Regions from separate parts of the Sus scrofa genome. Here regions 1, 2 and 3 are each linked to region 4. A link is a contact called in public HiChIP or PLAC-seq data. All regions are on one chromosome and are shown on one strand. The core of a region is the stretch at or near the end of the contact, and the rest is flanking DNA. Distances in the headings are between cores, read along the strand shown.

The links. HiChIP or PLAC-seq counts read pairs in DNA pulled down with a chosen protein or histone mark.
Region 1: an H3K27ac HiChIP or PLAC-seq map of skeletal muscle shows a contact between it and region 4. The contact joins the promoter of FEM1C here to the enhancer-like site in region 4. A contact is called at or near these places in 2 of 2 datasets of contacts at active chromatin or transcription factors (alveolar macrophages and skeletal muscle).
Region 2: an H3K27ac HiChIP or PLAC-seq map of skeletal muscle shows a contact between it and region 4. The contact joins two enhancer-like sites. A contact is called at or near these places in 1 of 47 Hi-C or Micro-C datasets (skeletal muscle) and 2 of 2 datasets of contacts at active chromatin or transcription factors (alveolar macrophages and skeletal muscle).
Region 3: a contact with region 4 is called in an H3K27ac HiChIP or PLAC-seq map of skeletal muscle. The contact joins two enhancer-like sites. A contact is called at or near these places in 2 of 47 Hi-C or Micro-C datasets (fetal heart ventricle and skeletal muscle) and 2 of 2 datasets of contacts at active chromatin or transcription factors (alveolar macrophages and skeletal muscle).

Annotation. Positions count from the first base shown.
Region 1 is chr2:119,721,444-119,724,331 of Sscrofa11.1, reverse strand. It overlaps FEM1C (protein fem-1 homolog C), which reads left to right and starts at 1,292. Exons shown (of 3, transcript XM_021084648.1): 1 at 1,292-1,673; 2 at 2,517-2,888. The coding sequence starts at 2,706.
Region 2 is chr2:119,672,127-119,674,868 of Sscrofa11.1, reverse strand. No RefSeq gene overlaps it. Among named protein-coding and RNA genes, the nearest start is that of FEM1C, 50 kb to the left of the region's middle. Within about 2 kb of position 1,413, at least 4 of the 83 cell types and tissues checked have an H3K27ac peak or open chromatin away from gene starts, as enhancers often do. A contact at or near this core is called in skeletal muscle, where this site is marked.
Region 3 is chr2:119,689,377-119,692,076 of Sscrofa11.1, reverse strand. No RefSeq gene overlaps it. Among named protein-coding and RNA genes, the nearest start is that of FEM1C, 32 kb to the left of the region's middle. Within about 2 kb of position 1,431, at least 12 of the 83 cell types and tissues checked have an H3K27ac peak or open chromatin away from gene starts, as enhancers often do. A contact at or near this core is called in skeletal muscle, where this site is marked.
Region 4 is chr2:119,498,678-119,501,377 of Sscrofa11.1, reverse strand. The region is part of intron 1 of LOC110259444 (a long non-coding RNA gene); the gene reads left to right. Among named protein-coding and RNA genes, the nearest start is that of CCDC112, 19 kb to the right of the region's middle. Within about 2 kb of position 1,392, at least 12 of the 83 cell types and tissues checked have an H3K27ac peak or open chromatin away from gene starts, as enhancers often do. A contact at or near this core is called in skeletal muscle, where this site is marked.

The sequences.
Region 1 (2,888 bases), core at 43-2,542, 220 kb before region 4:
GAAATGAAAACTTAATTGCTTTCCTTTACCAGCAGATCAATTTTAGGAAATAATATAGATGGATGCAAGGTGAATATTCAGAAACTGGTGGCCTTAAAACTAAATGTGCACCTACCCTGTGAAAATCCCCCAAGGGATGCACTTGTTGGTTTGAAGAACACTGTTGTAAATTTTCACATAATCTTATTGAATCTGATAAGAGAGGTCAGCCCAGGTTAGGCCTTGGGTGGGAAACTGTCTCTAGTATTTATACTTTGAGAGTATAGAACTGTGACCTGTAACATTAGTGTTAAAACAGTCAATCTCTCCTGGCTCTTTGATTTGTATAGACAGTTACTCTCATCTTTTATATTCTGTTCTAAATTTTCTTCTCAGTGGTAATAACCTTCACTTGAATCTTGGGTTACTAATGTTGACCCTAATGCTGACTGCCTAATGCCAATATAATGCTCCACTTAAAAATGATTATTAAAATTATAAAAACGTGAGACATCGTTATAGTAAGAGGTAGTAGCTCTTTGAAAAGGAAACTTGTGAGCTATAATCTAATATTTTCTTTCCCTCAGTGGTACCAAGAAACTGTGAGTTTAAGTTCCTCCAAATAAAGTGTTCACCAGATTGAACACCAAGTTCTTCCAAATTATTTTCTCATGATTCACTATGGGTGTCATTCTCCAAACATGTTTAAACTCTTCCTCGACCTAGTTTAACACACCCCATGTGTTAATGTCACGGATTCCACAAATTCATTTCCTGCTGTGTGAAGTAGTAATTATTTTTACGTATATTAATTTCGTACCTTTCTTTCGTTTCCTGGTTTTATTGTTTACAGTCAAGAATTCGACCTTGTTGATTTATACTGCTCTGTTTTTACCATTCCCTGTAGTTTTATATATTTTTTTTAGTCCATATTTTTTAAAAAGTCTTGATTGTCAGCCTCCAGAAGTAGTCTTTTTCCCAAATTTCATTCTTGTGTTGTTCTTGTTTTGCCTTTTTGAGTTCTTATAAAGAGCTCCATGGCCCACCAAAGGAAAGAACCTTAGGAGAGGCTAGTCTGAGAGGGTAATGACAAAGTAGTAATGGCTACGACGCCTCCGGGGGTTTCGGCAGTGGGACCCAAAGAGCCCCTGAGACGATTGCCTGAAACCTGGAGAGCGGAGGAGCCCGCGAGATCTGCGCAGCCGCTCCACCAACCCCCGGCCGCGGATGCCTGCGTGGCCCCGCCCCCTTCGCGTGCCGCACGCAGGCCCATCCTTCTTCGAGCCATGGCCCCACCCCCTCTCGCGTCGCTCCGCCCTGGCAGCCTCCCTGCCCCGCCCCTAGGCAGTTGCTCGCGGCGGCCGCCGCCCTCCCCCGGCCCAATGGCACTGCTGCCGCGTCAGTGATGTGAAGTAGTGCTTGGGCTTGTCCGGCCCCCGGCCCGCAGCCCATTACACCATCCGCCGCTGCAGCCGCTGCAGCCCGCGCAGACTGGGAGGGCGGGAGGCAGCTCGGCGTGGCGGGGCGGGGCAAGCGGCGCGGCTGGATTCATTCCTGTGGGGCGCGGGGCATGGACGAGCTGTGCGGCCGCAGGCGGAGCAACGCGGCCCGGGCGGCGGCGCGGACAACGGTTTCAATTTGAAGGGGCCGGCCCGTGCCCGGGCGGCCAGCGGGGAGAACTAACCCCAGGGCAGGTAGTGGCAGTGGCAGCGGCGGCGGCCTGGCGGAGCCCGAGCTGCGGCCTGAGGCGTCCACGGGGAGGCCTGGGCGGGAAGGGGAAGGAGGGCGCCCCCAGCAGCGGAAGGCGGGCAGCGGGATGGAGGCCCTAGACTCGTCGGCCGGCATAGAGCGGGTAGAGGTCGATCGAGGAACTTGGGGCGAGGGCTGCCGGTTTCTGGAAAAGGTAGAGGTGAAGGTTATATACCGGCAGCTGTGGTTTGGGGAACCTGCGGGTCCCTTTTGGCGGGGCGCGCGGTGGGGGAATCAAAAAAAATGGGGCGGACGAAGTTAGCTAAAAGGCAGCCGGATTTCCTGAGAGTCTGGAGTAGTTTTAAAGGAAAGAGAGCCTTTCGGGTGAGGGTTTTGGCGTTAGCCGGCCGCGGTTTGTTGGCTCCGACCTTTTTTATTCCCTCTCCTGGCCACAGCGAGGCCTTTCAGCCTCGCGCCCTTGGCCCGCTCTCCTCTGCAGATGTGAAACATTTCTGCGCCCGGGTCTTCTGCCTCTTCGCTTGTACTCTCTCTGGGCGTGTGCAAAGCAGAACTAGAACAAAGCTTAGCTGGTTAGGAGGCGAGAAAACCGGTTGCCTGTAGCGTTTACATTTACGGTATATAGAGGTGAGACTGCCTCCCACCAAAACATTTGCGTCTCTGTACTTTTATGTATTCTCCTTTCCCACCTTTTTCTGGGGGGAAGGGGCGGAGTAGTCCCTTACAGTGTGGCTCCCCCGGAGTAGAAATTAAGAAAACCTAGTGGTTTTTACCTTAACCTATGGAAAATTCAAAACTGCTCCTTTTTTTTTTTTTTTCCTTCTCTCTAGTTTGGTGCCCTGGTTGTCAGATGTTGGAAGGCAATAGACAGAACCTACTCGCTGTGGTTTTATACCAGTCCTGGGGTGCAGTGTTTAACACAGAACTTCGGTTACTGTAACTCTTGTCTGTGTCGATAGAGTTAAGCTGGAGCTTTGCTTCGAAGGATAAATAAAGCACAGCCTCTCAACTGGACATAAATGGATCTAAAGACAGCAGTATTTAACGCAGCTCGAGATGGCAAACTCCGGCTCCTCACCAAATTGTTGGCAAGCAAATCCAAAGAGGAGGTTTCCTCCTTGATCTCGGAAAAAACGAATGGGGCCACACCACTCTTGATGGCTGCCAGGTATGGGCACCTTGACATGGTGGAATTCCTCCTA
Region 2 (2,742 bases), core at 164-2,663, 170 kb before region 4:
CACGACAGAAACTCGAAGGATATGCTACATTTGAGTTCTTAGTGAACGTCTAAGAAGAAATGTGATGTGTATTCTGGTCTGCAACTCTGGGAAGAAGTTGGGACTGGAATATAAAGCCATCATTGTGAGATCCTGATAAAGTCATGGGACTAGTTGATCTCACCTCTAGGGAGATGGTCATAGAGATTATTGAGGAGTGAATGTAGGAATGCTTCCAGCATTTAGATATTGAAAAGTGAAGGCCAAGTCAGCAGAGGATACTGAAAAAAGCAGTTGTATTAGTTAGGGCTCTCTAGCAAAACAGAATTTATAGGATATGACTACGCAGAGAAAGATATTTACTATAAGAATTGCTCACACAATTGTGAAGTTTGTCAAAGTCCAAATTTGCAATGTGGGGTTAATGATCTGGCTTGTCTCTGTAGAGGTGCTGGTTTGATCCCCAGCCTGGCACAGTGGGTTAAGGATCTGGTGTTGTTACAGCTGTGGTGTAGTTCACAGCTCTGGCTCAGATTTTATCCCTGGCCTGGGAACTTTCATATGCCATGGGGCAGCCAAAAAAGAAAAGAAAAGAAAAAAAAAAAAAAAGACCCAAGAAAGTCTGTAGTGCAGGTGAAGTCCAAAGGCAGTCTGCTGGAACAGTCTCTTTCACTTGGGGGTAGGTCAGTCTTTTTGTTCTAGCCAGACCTTCAACTGATTGGATGAGGCCCATCACATTAAGGAGAGCAGTCGGCTTTACTGATTCACATATTAATCTAATCTGTGTTAAATCTATTGATTTAAATGTTTATGTCATCCCAAAACACCCTCATAGAAATACCCAGATCAAAAGTCTTGTGTCCTGTTGGCCTAGTCAAGTTGATACATGAACGTAACCATCACAGAAGTACAGTCAGGAGGGAAAACCGACTTCTTGGCTCTTACCACTTAATGCTTTCCCATGCATATGCATGTAAGCTGAACAGAATTGGCAAAGAAAAATGGCACATTTGAGTTCATTTTTCAATTAAAGACATAGGACCCTGGAAGAGACCTATGGCTAGGCCAGCTTTCCATCCAATGTAGATTTTTTGGTTTCTGCTAAAAATTTCCAGTGCTGGGTACTTGCTGCTTTCTATGATAAAAACTTCTGTTAATGTGACTATTTATTAAAAAAATTCTTTTTCCTTATATTGAACAAAAATCTCCCTCATGAAGCCTGAATAGCTCTCAGCTTCCCTAACATGTAGTAAGAATGCAAAACTGCCACACTGGCTCTGCCAAGGGCGATGTCAGTTCTGGAGTTCCGAAGAGTCTGGAGAGCTTTATCGGTCCTGGAACGTAAGGCTTTTTTTTTCCCTAGGGCACAGACATGCCACGCAGATAGTTGGGTCAGGATGGATTCAAGTATCGTTTATCTGAAACCACTTACCAGCCACTCAAGCCTTACTGCTGAATCTGCCAGGCTGCTTCAAAACGGTGAACTTGATCCCAGAGGCCTCTCTGACCCCACGGGCTGGCTTCTGTCAGAGCCTAAGGCTGTCAGCTCTATCTGTAAAGGTCTGAACCCAACGGTGGACATGCTTTTTTTTTTTTTTTTTTCTCCTCCTCCGTTTAGGTTGCCTGATGTAAATAGATGTGAAGAAGGAGGGGTGTGGTCCAACTCCAGATACCTATGCAAATGTTCCTCCATTCTGGCTGGAGATCCTTTAGTTCAGAGGACCACGCACTGGTTCTGGTTTTGTTCCCTGGTGACACGTTCCTTCCCTTATGGCCAGCAAACGCAGCTTTGCCCTAATATGACTTCGTTTTTATGAAAATGTGAGTAAATTGCAACCTAGACATGTAAATCACATTCCAGAGGCTGCCCAGACCCAGTGATTTCCAGTCTTGATGGAGAAACAGGCCTCAGAACTGTGTAGACACTACTCTGTTGAGGATCTTTGATTGGAAAATTGCCCACCAGCCTAGGAGGAAATAGTCTTGTAATCCAAAGAAAGAGGATTAGTACAGGGTTTGGACCACGCTCTTTAAAGTCCTGCTTGCTCGTTGAATAAATGAAAATATTTGGTTTTTAAAAAGCAGTTGCTGGAGGGGACTTTCTGACATTCAGAGCAGGGCTAGGCAACCTCCTGTCTTTTGAGCCTACTCTTTGCAAGCACTGGGACTTAATGCTAAGGCTGTTTTTGTCCCCCTACATTTATTTGTCGAAATCTAATCCCCAGTGTGAAAGCACTAGGGACTAAGGCCTTTGGGTGGCAGTTAGGTAGTAAGGCAGAGGGAGACCTCAAGAATGGGATTGGCGTCCTTATGAAAGAGACCTCAGAAAGCCCCCTCACCCTCCCACCACGTGAGGGTGCAGTGAGAAGATGGCTGTCAGTCCAGGAGCCAGGACGCAGGTCTTCACTAGACCCTGAATCTGCCAGCGCCTTGACCTTGGATTTTTAGCCAGCAGAACTGTGAGAAATACTTTTCTGTTGTTTATAAGCACTCAGTCCTTGGTACTTTTGTTGAGGCAGCCTAAACAGACTGAGACATACAACATCTTTTGTCCTTGGTCATGCCCCCCCCCTTTTTTTTTTGACATGTGTTTAATCCTAAAGAGGACTTGTTACACAGATATGCATAAATGATTTTTTTGTGTGTGTGTGTTTTTAGGGCTGCACCCGTGGCATATGGAGGTTCCCAGGCTAGGGGTTGAGTCAGAGCTATAGCTGCCGGCCTACACCCCAGCCACAACAATGTGGGATCCAAACCACATCT
Region 3 (2,700 bases), core at 182-2,681, 190 kb before region 4:
GGACTCTCTGGCTACTTCATCTTTTTTACCAAAAGAGGGTTAGAGGAAAAGTGCATAGTCCATTAATTGAATTTTCATTGTCTTTTTGAGATCACTGTTGTGCTAAAACTTGTACTTTATATTTTATTTGACATGTATAATTTTCCTTACATAAAATAATAGGAGCTATCCTTCGAGTGGGTGAAAGTGTGTGTGTGTGTGTGTGTGTGTGTGTCCAAGTGATGTCTTTTGTATTCTGAACTCGTTAAATCTGGCCCATGCTGTGCATTCAGAATCCATGCTCCCCATGATTGAAAAGCAGTCATAGTCTACCAGGTTCATTAACAAGATCTGTTTTTTCTAGTCTGGACTTTCAAATAATTTTTTTTTATTAAAAGGTAGAATTGGCAGGAAAAATAAAGATGAGTGAGGAATCGAAAATAAATCTCACAGTTTTAACCTTTTGTTACTCTTTTAGGCCATCTAAAACTACCTTTAAAAAATCTTAAAACTGATCCAGAAAATTTAATTCCTTAGCTACCACTAGAATGGGAGGAATTTGGGTTGAAAACACTTTTTTTCTTTTTTTTCTATTTTGCAACCTTAGTTTACAGTTTGGTCCTTAATGTTACAGGTGAAAATGATTTCAGAATATTAATCAAAGGAGAATGTACTGAGGACAGTGTTGGAATGGAACCCAAGTATGTGAATGCTTTGATCACCAGTGGGACATGGGGCTTTTGTTTTGCTTCATTTTAAATTTAAGTTTGTCTTTTAACAATTGCATTTTAACTTACTGACACTTGATTTCTAATTCACTTGGACTTAATTTCTAATGTCTTATTTGCCATGCTTTTTATTTAGCTTTTACTTCTTTCCTACCTTTAAGGAGATTGTTTTCTGTGTTTCTAAATTTGCTTAGAATTTATACATTCCACTTTTTCAAAGACATTTTTAGTGACTTCCTTTATATATTTGTAACATGTGTACTGGGTTGAATTGTGGTCTCAAAAGATATGTCTATCCAGGACCTCAGAATATGACCTTGTTTGGAATAAGGGTCTTTGCAGATATAATTAAGGAAAGGATCTTGAGATGAGATCATCTGGGATTAGAAAGGGCCATGAGCCCATAAGAGACAGAAAAAGAGACAGGAGACAGCAGGGGAGAAGGCCCTAACCTTCAGTATATTTGCAGCCTACAGGAGTTTAAGGAAGCTGTGTGAACACGGAGGCAGAGGTTGAGTGGTGTAGCTACAAGTTCAGGAGCACCAAGGGTTGCGGGCAGCCACTAAAAACTAGGAGGGAGGCACAGAACAGTCTTTCTCAGAGCCTCCAGAGGAATGATCTCTGTTGACACTTGGATTTTGGAATCTGGCTTCCCCAGCTATGAGAGAATAAGTTACTGCTGTTTTAAGCCAAGTTTATGGGGAAGTGTTATGACAGCTCTAGAAAGCTTGCACAACCTGCATACTGACTCAACAGAGCTATGGGTACTACATGAGCCTTGCAACGTTTTAACTCCTGTCACCTCTCTCATCATCTAGGTGGTTACAGATCTAAGCCGATGGTTCACCTTGGTTTTATCCTCTCCTCCCATCCGCATGAATCATTGTGTTGTTGTTTTAGTTTGTGCTCAGATGTTCTTATTTACCAGTTTTGTTAATGGCATTACTTATTACTTGCGTTTGTATTCCTTCATTGAGGGAGTGGAGAAATTGTCTTCTTTTAAAGCACTTTAGACATTTTAAAGATACATATTAAAGTACCTTTAATATTCTTTTGGGGGCAGGGGTAGCAGCTTTTCCCTCAGCATTTGGAAGGGACTATTACATTATCTTTTGGCCTCTAATGTTTCTGAGAAGTCCTGTCATTCTTTGTTCCATTGTGGGTCATGTGGTTTTGTTTTTTTTTTTTTTTCGTCATTTACATTATGATTTTGTCTGTCTTCAGCATTTTGCAGTTTCCTTCTGATGTGACTAGATTGGGATTTATTTGTCCTGCTTGTGACTCATCATGATTCTTCAGTCTGTGGGCTGATGCCTTTCTTTCATTCTGGGAAGTTATCATGCATTATATCTTTGTTTATTCTTTTTTTTTTCCTTCCTCATTCTTTTCATTCTTTTTCATTTTTGGCCACACCCACAGCATATGGAAGTTCCTGAGCCAATAGCTGAATCTGTGATGTAGGTCACAGGGGCAGAAATGGTAGATCCTTAACCCACTGTGGCACAGCAGAAGCTTCTCATTCTCTTTATTCTATTTTTGTTACTCCTATCAGACATATTTTTAAACTTATCTCTTGTCTCTTACCTTTTCTCTTGTCTTCCATCTCTCTGTACTAGACTCTAATTTTCATAGATCTTTCTTCCTTTCATTAATCTTGTCATTTCTGCTTAATCTGCAAACACAACTATGAAGTTTTAAAATTTCAATGCTTTTATTTTTAGAAGTTCTATTTTGTTCAAGTTTTCCTGTTCCTTTTTGAATCTCAATCTCATCATTTTAAGCATTCCTACTTTATCATCCCTTGCAGGTGTATTATACTGAGAGCCTGGCATGCCAATCCCTCTGTTTATAGAGCTGCTCTCTTCAGGATGGCTCCTTGTCTCTTGGAGGTTTTAATTTAATTATTCAATTTAATTTAATTTAATTAATTTAATTTAATTTTTCTTTTTGGCTGTGCTGGTGGCATGTGGAAGTTCCTCCTGGGCCAGGGACT
Region 4 (2,700 bases), core at 143-2,642:
CAGAGATTGAGCTTTGGGGTTTGGAGAAGCATGCAACAGATTTTCTCTTTGACTTGGCTTGTTAACACAGATGGAGTAGATTTTATCATAAAATTTTTCCTCCCAATTAATAAACTAACTCCTAGTATGTTTATTAGTCTCTTAAAAATCCAGGAGAGTTCTCTAGTATCGCCGTGTAAGAGCATACATACCTAGCCATATTTTTAGAGAAATAAAATGAAGTATAAAATGTTTTACTGTATGTTTAGTATATACTACTGAATTTCTCTTATTCCAGAAATTCTTTATTCTCCACTGTTCTCTGTACTTCTTTCCCTTTCTTTTGATCTTCATAATAATCACATGGAATACGTAGGGGAAAGAAGACAAACAGAAATAGAAAAATCTTGGCTGCTAATATTACAGTTCTTCTGTGAACTGCCAAGATGATCACACCTACCCAGGCACAGGGTCCTCAGTAACCGAGATACCCCACCTATCCCTCACATTTTATATCAGAAGAACATAAGAATGCAGAGTGATCTGACCGTTCCTCCAGAGCACTGTGCTGATTCAGGCATTGTACTGTTTGGTTCATTCCATTCCCTAGTCCTCAATCCTATGACACAGGCGTTTTATAAAGAACCTAGGTAACTCATAAACTGGTCAGTGAAGTCCATAGATGACTAAGCATCTATTCAGGGCTAGTCCTGGCCATGCCACACTCACGGTGACTCTGTGCTTGGCACTGAGAGCCACGCTGTGTGGCTGTGAACTTCAGCTCTACAAGTATGAGCTATGCTGGCCAGGCCAGGTATACATGACCTCTCTGTGCCACAGTTCCTCATCTATAAATTAAAGGGTATAATCAGAGTGTTTTGAAAATCAAGTAAGTTAATACATGTAAGTATTTTAAACCAGGGGTCCTCAGTAAGTCATTTAGCCCAGGAGTCATCAAGCTGTGTCCAGCCCCACAACCTTTTAGGGAAAATGAAATTTTGCTGGAGCAAAGCCACACTCTTTCCTTACCTGTGGCTGCTTTCTCACTACAGCTGCACAGTTGAGCACCACTTGCAGTAAGACCAGATGGCCCACAAACTGAAAACATTCACTGTCTGGTCTTTTGCAGATGAAGTTTGCCAACACCAGCGTTGGATGAATTCTTGGTGAAAACTGAGTGCTCAGAAAGTGGTGCCTATTGTTGTCACTGTAATTGTCAAAGCTCACACTGAAGTCGTGGAGAACAGCCTTGCCCCGTCCATTGAGGGCTCAATACACTTCGTAGTTCAAGCAGTTTACTCTTCCGTTGTAATGCTGAAGTCTCTAATTAAGACATCCTTTACAATCAGCCATATTTTAGGCCTGTGTCAGGAGGGCAGTAACCTGATAGAACTGGTTTCTACTCTCGGAGAAAACTAGAGAGTCACTCCAATTAATCAAGTATAGCTGACCTGTCAGAAATCCTTGGTGGCTGGCAGAGTTGCAGCCCGGCTTTTCCAGGTCAGACCAACAAATGTGTTTGCTAGGAAAGCAGAAGGCAATGGACTGATTTTCTCTCCATATTAGGTCATGATGGACTTGTGCTGTGGGGATAGGAAAGGTCATCATCAGAAGCCCTGCTGTTTTTAGAGATCAAGTCTAAAGATAAGAAAGAATAAGGAGAAAGATCAGACACTAATCTGGATTTGCAAAAAAAAAGAAAGAAAGAAAAGGAAAAACAACAACAGCAACAACCAAAACCGAAGAAACAGAAAATAAAATAAAAAGAGCAATCTTTTCCCTGACCCTAATAGAATGCCTGGTTTAATTGGTATCAGCCTAAATTACAAAGCTGAACTAGATCTATTTGTCACACAGTGTGCAGCTCAATCTTTGAAAACACAGATCAGATCAGGTCCCTCCCTTGATGAAAGTCTTCCACCAACTTCTCATTTTAGCAGAAAATCCAAACTCTGCTATCCTGTGCTGTCTACTCCGTCTGGCACCATCGTCCCCTTGCTCACTTGGACCCATCACGTAAGCTTCTTTTCTTCCCAGCACATGTCAGGATGCTCCTGCCTGAGCTGATTGCACCTGCCTGCCTCTCCCTTCTTTCTGCCTAGAACACTACGTCCCAGCACCTCCACCAGGCTGGTGCCTTCTCATGTGTAGGGTCTCAGTTCAAACGGCACTTCCGCAACCAGTTTCTCTTAGGTTCACCCGCTTGTATTCTCCATTACATCTTTCTGTTCTGTTCACGGCCCTCATCCCGAATCGAAATTATGTTTTTGCTTCCTTGATAACCATCTGTCTTCAGTCATTAGTACATAAGCTCTGTGACCAGCTGGAATTTCACTTGTACATCATCGGTATTTAATAAATAGTTTTTCATTGAATGAATGAATGGGCCAGCAAGGTTTTTACCTCACAACTTCAAAAGACTGAAGTAAAAAATAAGAACTCTTGAGGAAAAATTAATTTAGGTCACGAAGCAGGGTGCAGTTGCAGTGCTGTAAAGAGGCAGAGACTGTCAAACAGAGCTCTTTGGAATGTGCTTTTGAAATGCGTTCCTCTGATACATGTGTCCTGTCGCCTATGTAGGCAGGACTTTCCTGCTTCTATGGAAGTGTGTTCTAAGTAGCAGCTACATTCCTCCTTGTTAATCTTCTTCAGACTGCCTTTAAGGCCAGCAGACAAATGGAATTTCCCTGAGTGCTGAGTTCACATAAATGCCTGAAGGTA